Linked DNA regions of Pan troglodytes: region 1 is linked to region 2. Evidence: chromatin contacts called from public Hi-C data. All regions are on one chromosome and are shown on one strand. The core of a region is the stretch at or near the end of the contact, and the rest is flanking DNA. Distances in the headings are between cores, read along the strand shown.

The links. Hi-C and Micro-C count contacts between places; a contact is called where the count stands out from the background.
Region 1: a contact with region 2 is called in a Hi-C map of stem cell-derived neural progenitor cells, with 1.9 times the contacts expected there. The contact joins the promoter of SPG21 here to the promoter of LOC134808491 in region 2. A contact is called at or near these places in 1 of 7 Hi-C or Micro-C datasets (stem cell-derived neural progenitor cells) and 1 of 1 datasets of contacts at active chromatin or transcription factors (stem cell-derived excitatory neurons).

What each region holds. Positions count from the first base shown.
Region 1 is chr16:56,975,817-56,982,069 of NHGRI_mPanTro3-v2.0_pri, reverse strand. It overlaps SPG21 (SPG21 abhydrolase domain containing, maspardin), which reads left to right and starts at 4,768. Exons shown (of 13, transcript XR_010151740.1): 1 at 4,768-5,048.
Region 2 is chr16:56,827,486-56,833,411 of NHGRI_mPanTro3-v2.0_pri, reverse strand. It overlaps LOC134808491, which reads left to right and starts at 3,646. Exons shown (of 5, transcript XM_063794426.1): 1 at 3,646-3,804; 2 at 4,073-4,480; 3 at 5,679-5,828. The coding sequence starts at 3,646. The coding sequence ends at 5,822. It overlaps PLEKHO2 (pleckstrin homology domain containing O2), which reads right to left and starts at 3,789. Exons shown (of 6, transcript XM_016928365.4): 1 at 3,636-3,789. The coding sequence starts at 3,647.

The DNA of each region.
Region 1 (6,253 bases), core at 3,519-6,018, 150 kb before region 2:
AGTAAAGAAGTGCAGCTCTTGCTTTCCACTAATTTTTATTGCTGCTCTTCTACCAGAAGGTAGATTATCCATTGTTATTTATATTAATTATTTACATTGTTTACATTGTTGAAACATTGAGATGCTAGGTTGACAGATGATACAAAATATGTGGTACCTTTGCTTAGAAACTTTTATTCTAAAAAGTTAATGGACAAACATTAACTTTTCTGAGAGATTAAAATACTGCTTCCATTAAATAAGCATTTTTGTGTGTAGGCTTTTTTTTTGTTTGTTTCGTTTTGTTTTTGAGACGGAGTCTTGCTGTTTCGCCCAGGCTGGAGTGCAGTGGCACTATCTCGGCTCACTGCAATCTCTGCCTCCCGGGTTCACACCATTCTCCCGCCTTAGCCTCCTGAGTAGCTGGGACCACAAGCGCCCGCCACTACACCCGGCTAATTTTTTGTATTTTTAGGAGAGACGGGGTGTCACCGTGTTAGCCAGGATGGTCTCAATCTCCTGACCTCGTGATCCACCCACCTCGGCCTCCCAAAGTGCTGGGATTACAGGCATGAGCCACCGTGACTGGCCTGTTTTTTTTTTTTTTTTTTTTTAAGTTTGATTGGAAGCAAGGAGGAGGAATATTATCAGAGAAGGGCAGCTTTGAGGAAAGACTGCTGTAAAGATGTAAAGATCCTTTTTTTGTTGTTGTTGAGATGGAGTTTTGCTCTTTTTGCCCAGGATGGAGTGCAATGGTGCGATCTCGGCTCACCGCAATCTCTGCCTCCCGGGTTCAAGCGATTCTCCTGCCTCAGCCCCCTGAGTAGCTGGGATTACAGGCACATGCCACCACCCTGGCTAATTTTGTATTTTTAGTAGAGACAGCGTTTCTCCATGTTGGTCAGGCTGGTCTTGAACTCCCAACTTCAGGTGATCCACCTGCCTCAACCTCCCAAAGTGCTGGGATTACAGGCGTGAGCCACCACGCCCAGCTGTAAAGATTCTTTGACATATCTCTTATAAATTTATAAAATCTAAAATCTTAGAATTGGAAAGAACTTACAGATAATTTAGTTTAACCTTGGCCTCATTTTACAGAGAAGGAAACCAGACCTAGCAGAGGATATGTTTTGCTCAAAGATAAAACTCAGATTTCTGAACTCCTAGATGACAACTAATACATTATTAATTAAAAATAACTATATATAACTTCTGTTTGATAATGCCTTTAGGTAGTAACCTCTAAAATAGCCACATCAGCATTTTTCTAAGCCAGTTCCTGAATAGCCACTTTGTGTCTGATTCCTCCAATCCAGTGCAGTATACATTTTACATAGACTTGGTCTGGCAATGAGGAAACAGCATTCATTTTCAATCTTGGGTCTCAGCATAATTTGGTATGTAACACTGCAGTCAACTGTACCCTATAAAGCTTTAAGGGGATGGTATTCCAAGAATTAGTATTAGTCTGAAAAAGCAAGTGTTTTGTTTCTCTTTCACTTTTTTACACATCCATGGTTCCTGGGGGTAAAATAAATGTTTTCACTCTAATGGGTGCACTGGAGGGAGGCATTCTCAATGGAAGGAAGGCATATACAAAAGCCTAGAGGCTTCCTGAGACATCAGGAGGTGTTTGGGGCCCTTCAAGCAGTTGGTATGACTACAGCACTTTGGCCCCACAGAGATCTGAGTCAAGAGCCAGACCTGCTCTACTCTGCATACCTTGAACTTTAGCTTGAAGGCAGTGGGGAGGTATTGAAGGATTTATAGCAGAGGAATTACAGAAATATAGTTGCTTTTAATTATTATTAATATTATTATTATTTGAGACAGAGTCTCACTCTGTCACCCAGTCTGGAGTGCAGTGACATGATCTCAGCTTACTGCAACTGCCGCCTCCCAGGTGGGTTCAAGTGATTATCCTGCCTCAGCCTCCCCAGTAGCTGGGATTACAGGTGTGCACCACCACACCCGGCTAATTTTTGTATTTTTAGTAGAGATGGGGGTTTTGCCATGTTGGCCAGGCTGGTCTCGAACTCCTGACCTCAGGTGATCCACCCGCCTGGGCTTCCCTCAGTGCTGGGATTACAGGTATGAGCCACTATGCCTGGCTGTTTTTAATCATTTTGATCACACAGATAATATATGAATACATTTTAATATAAACTCAACTATTAAATCCAAAGTCAAAGTTCTTCACCACTCCCTCCATCCCCAGTTCCTCCTCCGAGGTAATCACTTAGCTGCTTGGTACATACCTCTCCAAACATTTTAAAAAGTGCATTCACAGCTGGGCGCAGTGGCTCACGCCTGTAATCCCAGCACTTTGGGAGGCCGAGGCGGGAGGATCACGAAGTCAAGAGATCGAGACCATCCTGGCCAACATGGTGAAACCCCGTCTCTACTAAAAATACAAAAATTAGCTGGGTGTGGTGGCAGGCACCTGTAGACCCAGCTACTCGGGAGGCTGAGGCAGAAGAATCGCTTGAATCCGGGAGGCGGAGGTTGCAATGAGCTGAGATGTGCCACTGCAATCCAGCCTGGCAACAGAGCAAGACTCCGTCTCAAAAAATAAAAAGTGCATTCACTTATGTATACACATGCATAGGGATATTTCTGGATCTGGGATTATTTTGTGTGTTTTCAAACAAATATTATCCTGTGAAAAGATAAATTAAGAGGGACAGAGCTCGGGTTTGGGTAATTCTGAGAGCCAGCTGGCCATCTGTTTACTTTGCTTGGTGTTCACAGCATATTTTGTGAACATTCCAGTTTTTCTGTGAGATTCTCACAGATGAATTGGTGCTGTGGGAACCATCTGGCAGACCCCAGCCACAACAGCTGCAAATCCTTACAGCCATGTCTACCAGGTCAGCCTGCACTGGGACCTGCCTGAATCAAAAGTTTGCTGCCTGCATTTGTGCATTACAATTTAGCTGGAATTCACAGATATTAAATGTTCTTTGTTGGGATTAGGAAAGGGACAATGTGCTTGCCATGTGTTATGGAACAACTGAGGACACAAACATGACCATGGGTTCCCTTTCTGAAAGAAGTAAAACTTTATTATTTTTGGATTGGTCTACATTGTAATTAAAGTTGATATGTAACAAAACATATCTACATAGTGATTTTTTTTATTGTCAGTTGTCAAAGTTTACTACCACACTAACAGAACAATGACTTTTAACATACGGGTATATCCATAGACTAGGTCTCATTAAAGCTGTTACTAAATGGGGTCTAGGGATGGGGTCTAAGGAATACAGTTTTAGGAACAAATGTGGAAATGGGGATATATTTATTTATTCCACTCATTAATTCATTCAATATAGTTTTTTGGTGGGAGCAGACGAGGTCTCTCGCTTTGTCACCTAGGGTGTGGTGCAGTGGCTTCGACATCTGGGCTTAACAGATTCTCCCATCTCAGCCTCCTGAGTAGCGGGGACTACAGGCGTGCGCCACCACGCCCGGCTAATTTTTGTATTTTTTTGTACAGACAGGGTCTCCCAGGTTGCCCAGGCTAGTCTCGAACTCCTGGGCTCAAGCGATCCGTCCACCTTGGCCTCCTAAAGTGCTGGGATTACAATCAATATACATTTAGTACCTATTATTTATGGGCTAATCATGTGCTAATGGACTGGTTGAATCACTCTATTCCCTTTGCTCTAGATTGAAGCTTCGAGACCACCTGGGAAAATAGACAACTAATGTAATGAATATCCATAACCAGTTTCAGAGACAACCAGTAGTTTGCAAGTTATTCCACCCATTAAACGATTCCAAATATTGGAGAAAAGGCCCCCAACTTAAAATACTCCACGGAAACGTGCTCTATACATCTATGTGGTGCTTACAATAAAAGATGAATTCCTGCGACTGAGTTGCAACCCCGAAAGAAGTGATTTAGAGAAAGAAAGAAAGAAAGAAAAAGGTAAGTATGACACCGTGCTTTTGGAAAATGCTTTTGGGATTTGTCCAAGTTCCAGAGTGGAACCCAAGGCTCCTGGGCCAGGGGACAGAAGTGATAACTAAGTAGGATGCAATTTAGTTGGAATCTTCCCTGACCTTAATCCCATAAACAGTTGCCTAGGTAAGGGCAAAGTCTACAGGCCCTAAAACAGGGTACAAGCTTTCCCTAAAACATATTAGAGAGAGGCCCTTTCAACAGGACCTTGTTGCAGGATCCCTAAAAAAAAATTCAAAACAAGGAGATTTACATGTTATTCACCTTATCATAATTTCAGAAATATTTTACTAATAAAAAAGGAGTCGTGACGTCTGGAACACCTTAAGACGTGACGTCTGCAACACCTTAAGAACAATGATAACAAATGTATTAATAGTCTCTCTGATTTTAAGGGAAAAGTGATGAAGGAACAGGAAGATGGGTGGGCGTATGTTCCCAGAAATCCCCAGAACGTCAAAAAGGAAGTGGAGGCTTTGAGTGGAGGACTACGGAGAGCGTCTACGGTTGTGCCAAAGGAAAAAAAATGTTCCTAAGAAAAGAGTATACAAAGTTGTGTTCATCAAAGCCTGGAACCCAAAGGTGTCCCTCCAAAGCTGTACACGACAGAGAAAACGCGAACTGAAAGAAGCAGGTCCCAAGGGGCCAGGCGCCTCCTCCACCTCCTCCTCCTCCTAGGTACGTAGGGCAGAACTAAGGCTGACCCAGACGTAACTCAGCCCTCTCCTCTCGCCAGCCGCAGCCAAGGATCCCACGGAGCCTCCCCACGCGCCCGTCGCCGTGGCGACCGCCGGGGCCACGCAGCACCGCCCCTTCCTCGCGACGTGGCCCCGCCCTCTGAGAACCCGGAAGCGGGAGTCTCGCGCCAGCTGAGCGGCGGTCGGGCGGGGGGAGCGCGGCGGCCCAAGCTCGCTCGGCCACGCGCCCCGCCCCTCAGAGGCCGGCCTCCCGCACGCCCCGCGCAGCCTGCTGTGCCCGTGGGTCCCGAGTGCTCCGCCGCCCGCCCCGACCCGGGCCCAGCCGCCTCCACGGCCCGCGCTCGTACTGGAGCGAAGAGCGGCCTCCTGAAGGAGGGGAAGGAACGTGGGGGCGGCCACGGCAGGTGAGGGTGGGCGAAGCCCTGGGAAGCGGCTGGGTGTGCGGTATGCGGGGTTGCAGGTGTGTGTGTGGCGCGTGGCTGCCTTGGTTGGTGTGACTTTGTGAGTGTGTTCTGAGTGGGCCGGTCCATGTGACCACGCACGTGATCACGTGCCCTTGTGAGTGTGTGTCTGGGGCCGAATCTGGGCTGTGGGGTGGTCGGTGTGCTTGTGACCCTGCCTTTGTGTGGCTGTCACCGGTGGGACTGGCGGGGAGCTGTGTGTGAGTCTCCAGCGGGAGGTGGGGGCGGCAGAGGGCTTAACCGGGGCATCCTCCTGTAAACCCATCCTGGGGCTACACGACTGCAGCCCAGGAACATTTCTTTCTTTCTTTCTTTCTTTTTTTTTTTTCTCAGCAAACTTTTAAGAACTCTGAGCAGAGGCCAGTAATTTTGGAGACAGGACCTCGGCCCGAAAGTGATAGATGTCTTTGTTGTTGCTGAGTGTGGGCCAGGTGTAAGGTTTGTAAACGGGGGATGAGGAACAGAGCGGGACCGGAGTGTCTCATTTTTCCTCTTCTCGTTTTCCTGGGGAGTTATAAGTTAGACATTTATGCTGCTTCCTTTGTCTCCACCTACACTGGTTCAGCTCCTTTTGGCACAAAGATTCAACAAATTAAGGAGTAACTTTTTTTTTTTTTTTTTTTTTTTTTTGAGACGGAGTCTCGCTCCGTCGCCCAGGCTGGAGTGCAGTGGCGCCATCCCAGCTCACTGCAAGCTCTGTCTGCTGGGTTTACGCCATTCTCCTGCCTCAGCCTCCCGAGTAGCTGGCACTACAGGCGCCCGCCACCACGCCCGGCTAATTTTTTTGTATTTTTAGTAGAGACGGGGTTTCACCGTGTTAGCCAGGATGGCCTCGATCTCCTGACCTCGTGATCCGCCCGCCTCGGCCTCCCAAAGGGCTGAGATTACAGGCGTGAGCCATCGCGACTGGCCACTGAGGAGTAACTTAATAGCTGTGTCCAAATTCCAAAAGCTTTTTTACCAAGAGCATGAGGAGAGATGTCACAGATGTCAGTTAGGGAGCTTTTCCTCCTGTAAGGTTTAGAGATAATGCAATGAAGGAAAGAGGGATAGATCTCCCCTGAAGAGATCTAAGAAAAGGATAGCTGTGTACTTCTGTGGTGAGGGATGGAGACGTGCATTAAAAAGCCAGTTGCATCTCCCAGAGA
Region 2 (5,926 bases), core at 2,397-4,896:
GGGCAGGACTAGGCGAAACAGCACTTTGGTATGGAGAAGGGGACAACTGAAGGGCTACAGATGGTGTGAACCACAGCCCAGCCACAGAAACAGCCACCCAGGGGAGGACTGGCTGGAGGCCAGAGTCCTAGTTGCCTCCACCCAGCCCCCTTCCCTGCCCCTCAGACCCCCTCCCTCCAGGGGGGCCTGGCTATGCCCCAGTAAGTTTTAATAAGGGGCCCCTCCCCTTGGCAGGGTTCACAGGGGAGGTTTTGTCCTGCTCAGCCCAGTTTCTCGGCCTCCTCTCCTCACTGAGCAGCTGACCGCTGTTCTTCCTGTTTTGCCCTCTCCCCTCCCATCCCTCCTCACCCAGGCCCTTTCCTGCCCACTGTGAGCAGCTCCTGAGGCACCCCTAGGCACCAGCCTGCCTCCCTTGGATCACTCATTAAAAAAAAAAAAAAAAAAAAAAGAAGCCAGGTCACCTCAACTCTGTACACAGAAGGGGACAGATGGAACCACAACACAGGTTACGAGAGACAGAGACTAGAAGAAACTTGGTTGGCACCTCACATCCCAGGAAGCTTATGACAACCTTTGCTCTTTGACAAAACCCAGTGATGTTCTGACCCAACTCTACTAAGAATCCACCGTGTCAGAGTCCTGTGCCAGGGCATTGAGAGAGAGGAAGCACAGGCTCTGCCCCAGGGCAACTTCCAGTCTGAGGTGGGTAACAGAGACCCTGTATAAGATAAGTCCCCTGTCTGGTGGGGAGCGGGTAATCTCCTGCTTGAGAGGCTCCAGCCTATTGGCAGAGACATAGCACTTAACCAGAGGGACGCACCGGTCCTAGCTCTCTGATGAGGTAAGGGCTTGGGGTTCGTTTGGGAGACCCCTGCAGAAGGTAGGGTTTGGGGAGGGCTCTGAGCAGGGGAAGAGACACACGCCTTGGTCCAGAGAAGGCAAGGCACGAAAGGTTATCAAAGCCCCTGCCCCCTCAACCCCTTTACTATAGAAAGAGAAAGTACAGCCCAGAAAGGGCAAGAGATTACTCCATGGGACAGAAACAGTACTGGGACAGGACACTGCCCTGCTTGTCTCTAGATGGTGAGGGCAAGTGGAGAGCCTAGAAGCCAGGGAAAGGCATGACTGCTGGCAGAGGACAGAGCCCCAGAGTACAGAAGGGAAAGCCTAGGTCCAGGATTTCCACCCTTACTCCAATGGCAGCAATAATACCCCCACTGATATTCGCAGTTTTCTCAGCTTTTGAATATACATCATCACATTGCTCGATCACCCACCCTTTTCCTTTTACAAAGGAGGAACCGAGGCCAGGAGCACACAGGTGGGCAGATGCCCAGTGCCCAGACCAGCATCTCCTCCCCAAGCCTCAGCCTGACAAGAGCTACCAGCCCGCCCGTTGCATAGAGGAGGTCACTGAGGCTGAGGGACCTTGGCCCAGGGTGGCCGGGCACAGGGAAGAAGCTGAAAGCTAGCAGGAGGGCTGAAAGCAGCCATGTGAAAGAGATGATGAAGATGGCCTGGGATCATGGGGCAGAGCATGTGGCTATGACCTAAGAGGTGTTTTAGAGAAACAAAGATGGGCACTGAGGCCTAGTGCAACAAGCGGAAGCTACTGGGAGAAGTGGGAGGAAAGCAGAGTTAGGGATGCCAAAGGGGAGTAGGGAAAGGAAGCCCCTGCTGTGGGGGTGAGGCTTGCAGGGGCTTGGGTAAAGTGGACAAGAACTTAGATGGCCCAGGTATTTAGAGAGCTTTGGGCATCTAGGAGTCAGAAAGTGGCAATATAGGCTGGGTGCAATAGCTCATGCCTGTAACCCCAACACTTTCGGAGGCCGAGGCAGGCAGATCACCTGAGGTCAGGACTTCGAGACCAGCCTGACCAACATGGAGAAATCCCATGTCTACTAAAAATACAAAATTAGCCAGGCGTGGTGGTGCATGCCTGTAATCCCAGCTATTCAGGAGGCTGAGGCAGGAGAATTGCTTGAACCCAGGAGGTGGCGGTTGCGGTGAGCCAATATCTTGCCACTGCACTCCAGCCTGGGCAACAAGAGCGAAACTCCGTCTCAAAAAAAAAAAAAAAAAAAGAAAAGAAAGTGACAATGTGAGAGATTCAGGACCAAGGGTGTACAGAGCTGAGCCGGGCCCAGGAGGTGTCCGGAGAACTTCCCTTAATTAGGGGCCAGAGCAGATCAGGAGATGGAGTAATCCTGACCCACATCCTCTGGGAGCAGGGGAGGAGCCCTGGCCAGAGAGCCCAGCCCTTGCAGCAGGGGCCTGGGGCAGGCAGATGGCAGCCCCACCTAACAGCCAGAAAGAAACCGCAGCAAATCACAGAGGCCTGACTTTGCCCCCTACCTTCACCCACTGAGAGAACGGGCCACTGTCAGGCCAGGAGTATGAGGAGGACAGGCACTATATTTTGTAGAAGAGGAAATGAAGGCTGAGAGGGGAAGTGACTTATCTACCATCCCACAGAAAGGCAGGGCCTGGCCTAGAGGGAGCCCTGACGGACCACTAGCTGCTCCTATCCATGGCCCTGGGAAAGTGGGAGGTGGGCACTGAAGGGACACAGGCAGTCCGGTCCACTCAGGGCTTCCCAGCTGGCCAGGGTTCCCCCAAGGCAGAGAACTTCATCTTTCCTCCCCATCCAAGGAGGCAAAGACATGCCCCTTCCCTTGGGCTGAGAGGGGCTGAAGCTGGGACCCCCTCAGGGGATAAGAAACAAATTCACCTTCCTCTAGACCCAACAGGCCCCTCATTTTAACTTAATCATTCCACAGGCATATATTAAGTGCTTGCTGCGTGCTGGACCCTCGGATAAAGCGGCTGCTGGCAGAACTGAGTTTGCAAGTAAAGGGCAGGGGCAGGGGCAAGACCCAATCCCAGGCCAAGAGTGTTCTGAGTGGTTAGAAGGAGGCTCCAGGGACACAGTTGGTCCAGCCCTCGGGTGGGGAAGGCAGGGACTAAGATCAGACCCTAGGTGGGCCGGACTCCCGATTCCTTCCCTACAGCTAGCTGCTCAGATGGATGTGGAGCGGGGAGAGAGTGGGGGAAGATACAGAGACTTATACAAGGGAGAAAAAAGCAACTTCTCCAATCCTCCTGCCACCAAAGCATGGTCACATCCTTGAGACAGGAACCCCCCCAACACACACACACACACACACACACACACACACACACAGAGTCAGGATCCGATCCTTGAGACAGGAACCCCCCAACACACACACACACACACACACAGTCAGGATCCGACACACACACACACACACACACACACACACAGAGTCAGGATCCGACCACGGTAATCGGGGTTCGAGCCCAGTCACCCAGGCCACTTTCAGCAAGTCATCAAACTCGCTGGAGTCTCAGTCTCCTGGTCAATCCAATGGGAACAGTAACAACCACGACGCCCCACAACTGGTGAGAAAGTCAGCGAGAATGAAGGAGGACGCGGTCTGCGAAGTCCCCGATATGGATCCAGCCCCTCGCCCCTGCCCCATTTGCCCAGGCTCTTCCTGAGGTGAGACTGGCGGGAGTGGGGCGGGCAGGAACGAGGGCCTGAGCCCAGGACCGCAATCCCCGTGAGGGGCTCGAGGACCCCAGCCCAACGCCCCGCCGGGCCCCGCCCTCACCTCCTCCTCCATGGCGAGTCCGCCGAGGTCCCGCCGCTCCGCCACTCGCTTCCAGCGCCGCGCGGGCTCTGCCACCGCGTCTACGCCGGCCAGGCGGCGACTCTCCGCGTTCTGTCCCGCCGGCTGCCGGGGGCCCAAGAAACTTCGGGGGGGCGGGGCCGGGGGCGGGGTGAGGCTTCCGGGGGCCGGGGCGGGGCCGGGGAGGGGGCGGTGGGGCCGGGGGCCCGGCCCAGGGCGGGAAATGGGTGGGGAGGGGCGGGGCCTGGGTTGGAGACTGGACGGAGGAGCCGGGCGGAGATGCAACTGGAGGAAGAGGGCGGAGAAGGTTTCCTGCATCGGCGGAGGGAGAGGGACTAGGAGGGGGCTGCGGCGGGGGAGGGGAGGGGGCTTCCGGCCCAGAGACTGAGGCGAGGGTGGCGGGAGCGGCGCGCGGGCAGGGCTGGGGTGGGGCGCACAGAGTGAGCGCTGGGGGCGCTGGCGGTGGAGCCTTTGAAGTCTTCCGAACCAGTGGGCTGGGGTTGCGAGACCGAGCCGAGCTGCCCTGGGCGGCCAGAGATGTGGGCATACAGAGGCTCCTCCTCTTTCCTCCCCGACGCCGGGCAGTGGGCGGTGGCCTGGTCTTCTCCCTGGAACCTCTGGGCGGGGCCGGGCCTGGAGCTTGGGTCTCTGTCCGGAGGGTGGTGTCACAGGAAGAGCTGGAGCTGAGAGTCGGGACTCCGGGGTCCCTTCAGGGGGCGGCCCGCCCCTGGCTCTCAGGGGTCTCCAAGCGCAGTGTTCTCCTGCTCTCCTTGGGCATCGCTCAATCCCTCCCGTATCTGAGGGTCGACCATCCCCCCGATCCCGCGGTGAGCTTGCAGCCCTGACAGCCTTACTGGAGAGTGGGAGTGTGGGGACCAGCAGAGAGTAATGATTTTAGTTATACCATACGCCCTCATTTTACACTGGAGAAACTGAGGCCCAGAGAGAGAAAGTAACTGGCTGCATCGCAGCCTGCAGCACCGCTCCCCTCTCACACACACACGCATACTCCCCCTTAGCTCTCCTGGTCAACCCCGTCCCATGCCAAGGAAGGGAAAATTAAGTGCATGTGAGATCAATGGTAACCTTCTTCGGCTCTGGCTGCCATAGCAGCGGCTGTGCCAGCGACCAAGCTCCCCTTTCACGGCCTTCTGCCAGCCCTCAGGCTCCCAGGCTACTTCTAGCCCTGTATGGAAAAGGGCAGCCTGGGGCTCCCAGGCCAAGGGGAAAGGAGATGCAGGTACACTTCTCCCTCATGCCTAGGCCTGGGATCCTTTATCTAAAGGAATGAAGAAAATTGAGGCTGATATTATAACACTGGTCAAGAAAAAGAAAGAATAGAAAAGAAAAGAAAGAGGAAGGAAGGAAGGAGAGAGAGAGGAAGGAGGGAGGGAAGGAAGGAAAAAAGGAAAGAGAAAAAGAAAAGAAAGAGAAAGGAAGGAAGGAAAAAAGGAAAGAGAAAAAGAAAAGAAAGGAAGGAAGGAAAGAAAGAAAAGAAAAAAGGAAGGAGAGAGGAAGGAAGGAGGGAGGGAAGGAAGGAAAGAAAAGAGAGCCGGGAGCGGTGGCTCACACCTGTAATCCCAGCACTTTGGGAGGCTGAGGCAGGCTGATCACCTGAGGTCGGGAGTTCAGACTAACCTGACCAACGTGGAGAAACCCCGTCTCTACTAAAAATACAAAATTAGCCAGGCGAGGTGGTGCATCCCTGTAATCCCAGCTACTTGAGAGGCTGAGGCAGGAGAATCGCTTGAACCCGAAAGGCGGAGGTTGCAGTGAGCTGAGATCACGCCATTGCACTCCAGTCTGGGCAACAGGAGTGAAACTCTGTCAAAAAAAAAAAGGGAGAGAGAGAGAAGGGAGGGAGGGAGGGACGCAAGGAGGGAAAAGAGAAAGAAAGAAAGGAAAGAAAAAGAGAGAAAGAAAGGAAGGAAAGATGAAGGAAAATTGAGGCTGAGGATCTGAGATAGTCTGTATATGTAGCAACCTCTTTCAGCCACCACATGGTTTTATTCCCTCAATCTGCAGAGCTGTGCAGCATTCTACTCCAATGATCAAGGACTCAGAAGATCTTGTATCTGGAAACTCATGCTCCACCTGCAGCAGACCAGAGACCCTGGGGAAATTCATTTTGTTACGCAGAAGCAGCCCTTTGTAGGGAGAGAGCAGTGAGGACAGGTTGGTTTGACATCCAAATAGTTCTGTCATTTTGAGGAATGAGCCATTGAGAACTACTCTGGCCTCAGTTTTCCCATCTAGCTCAAAAAACCCTCTGG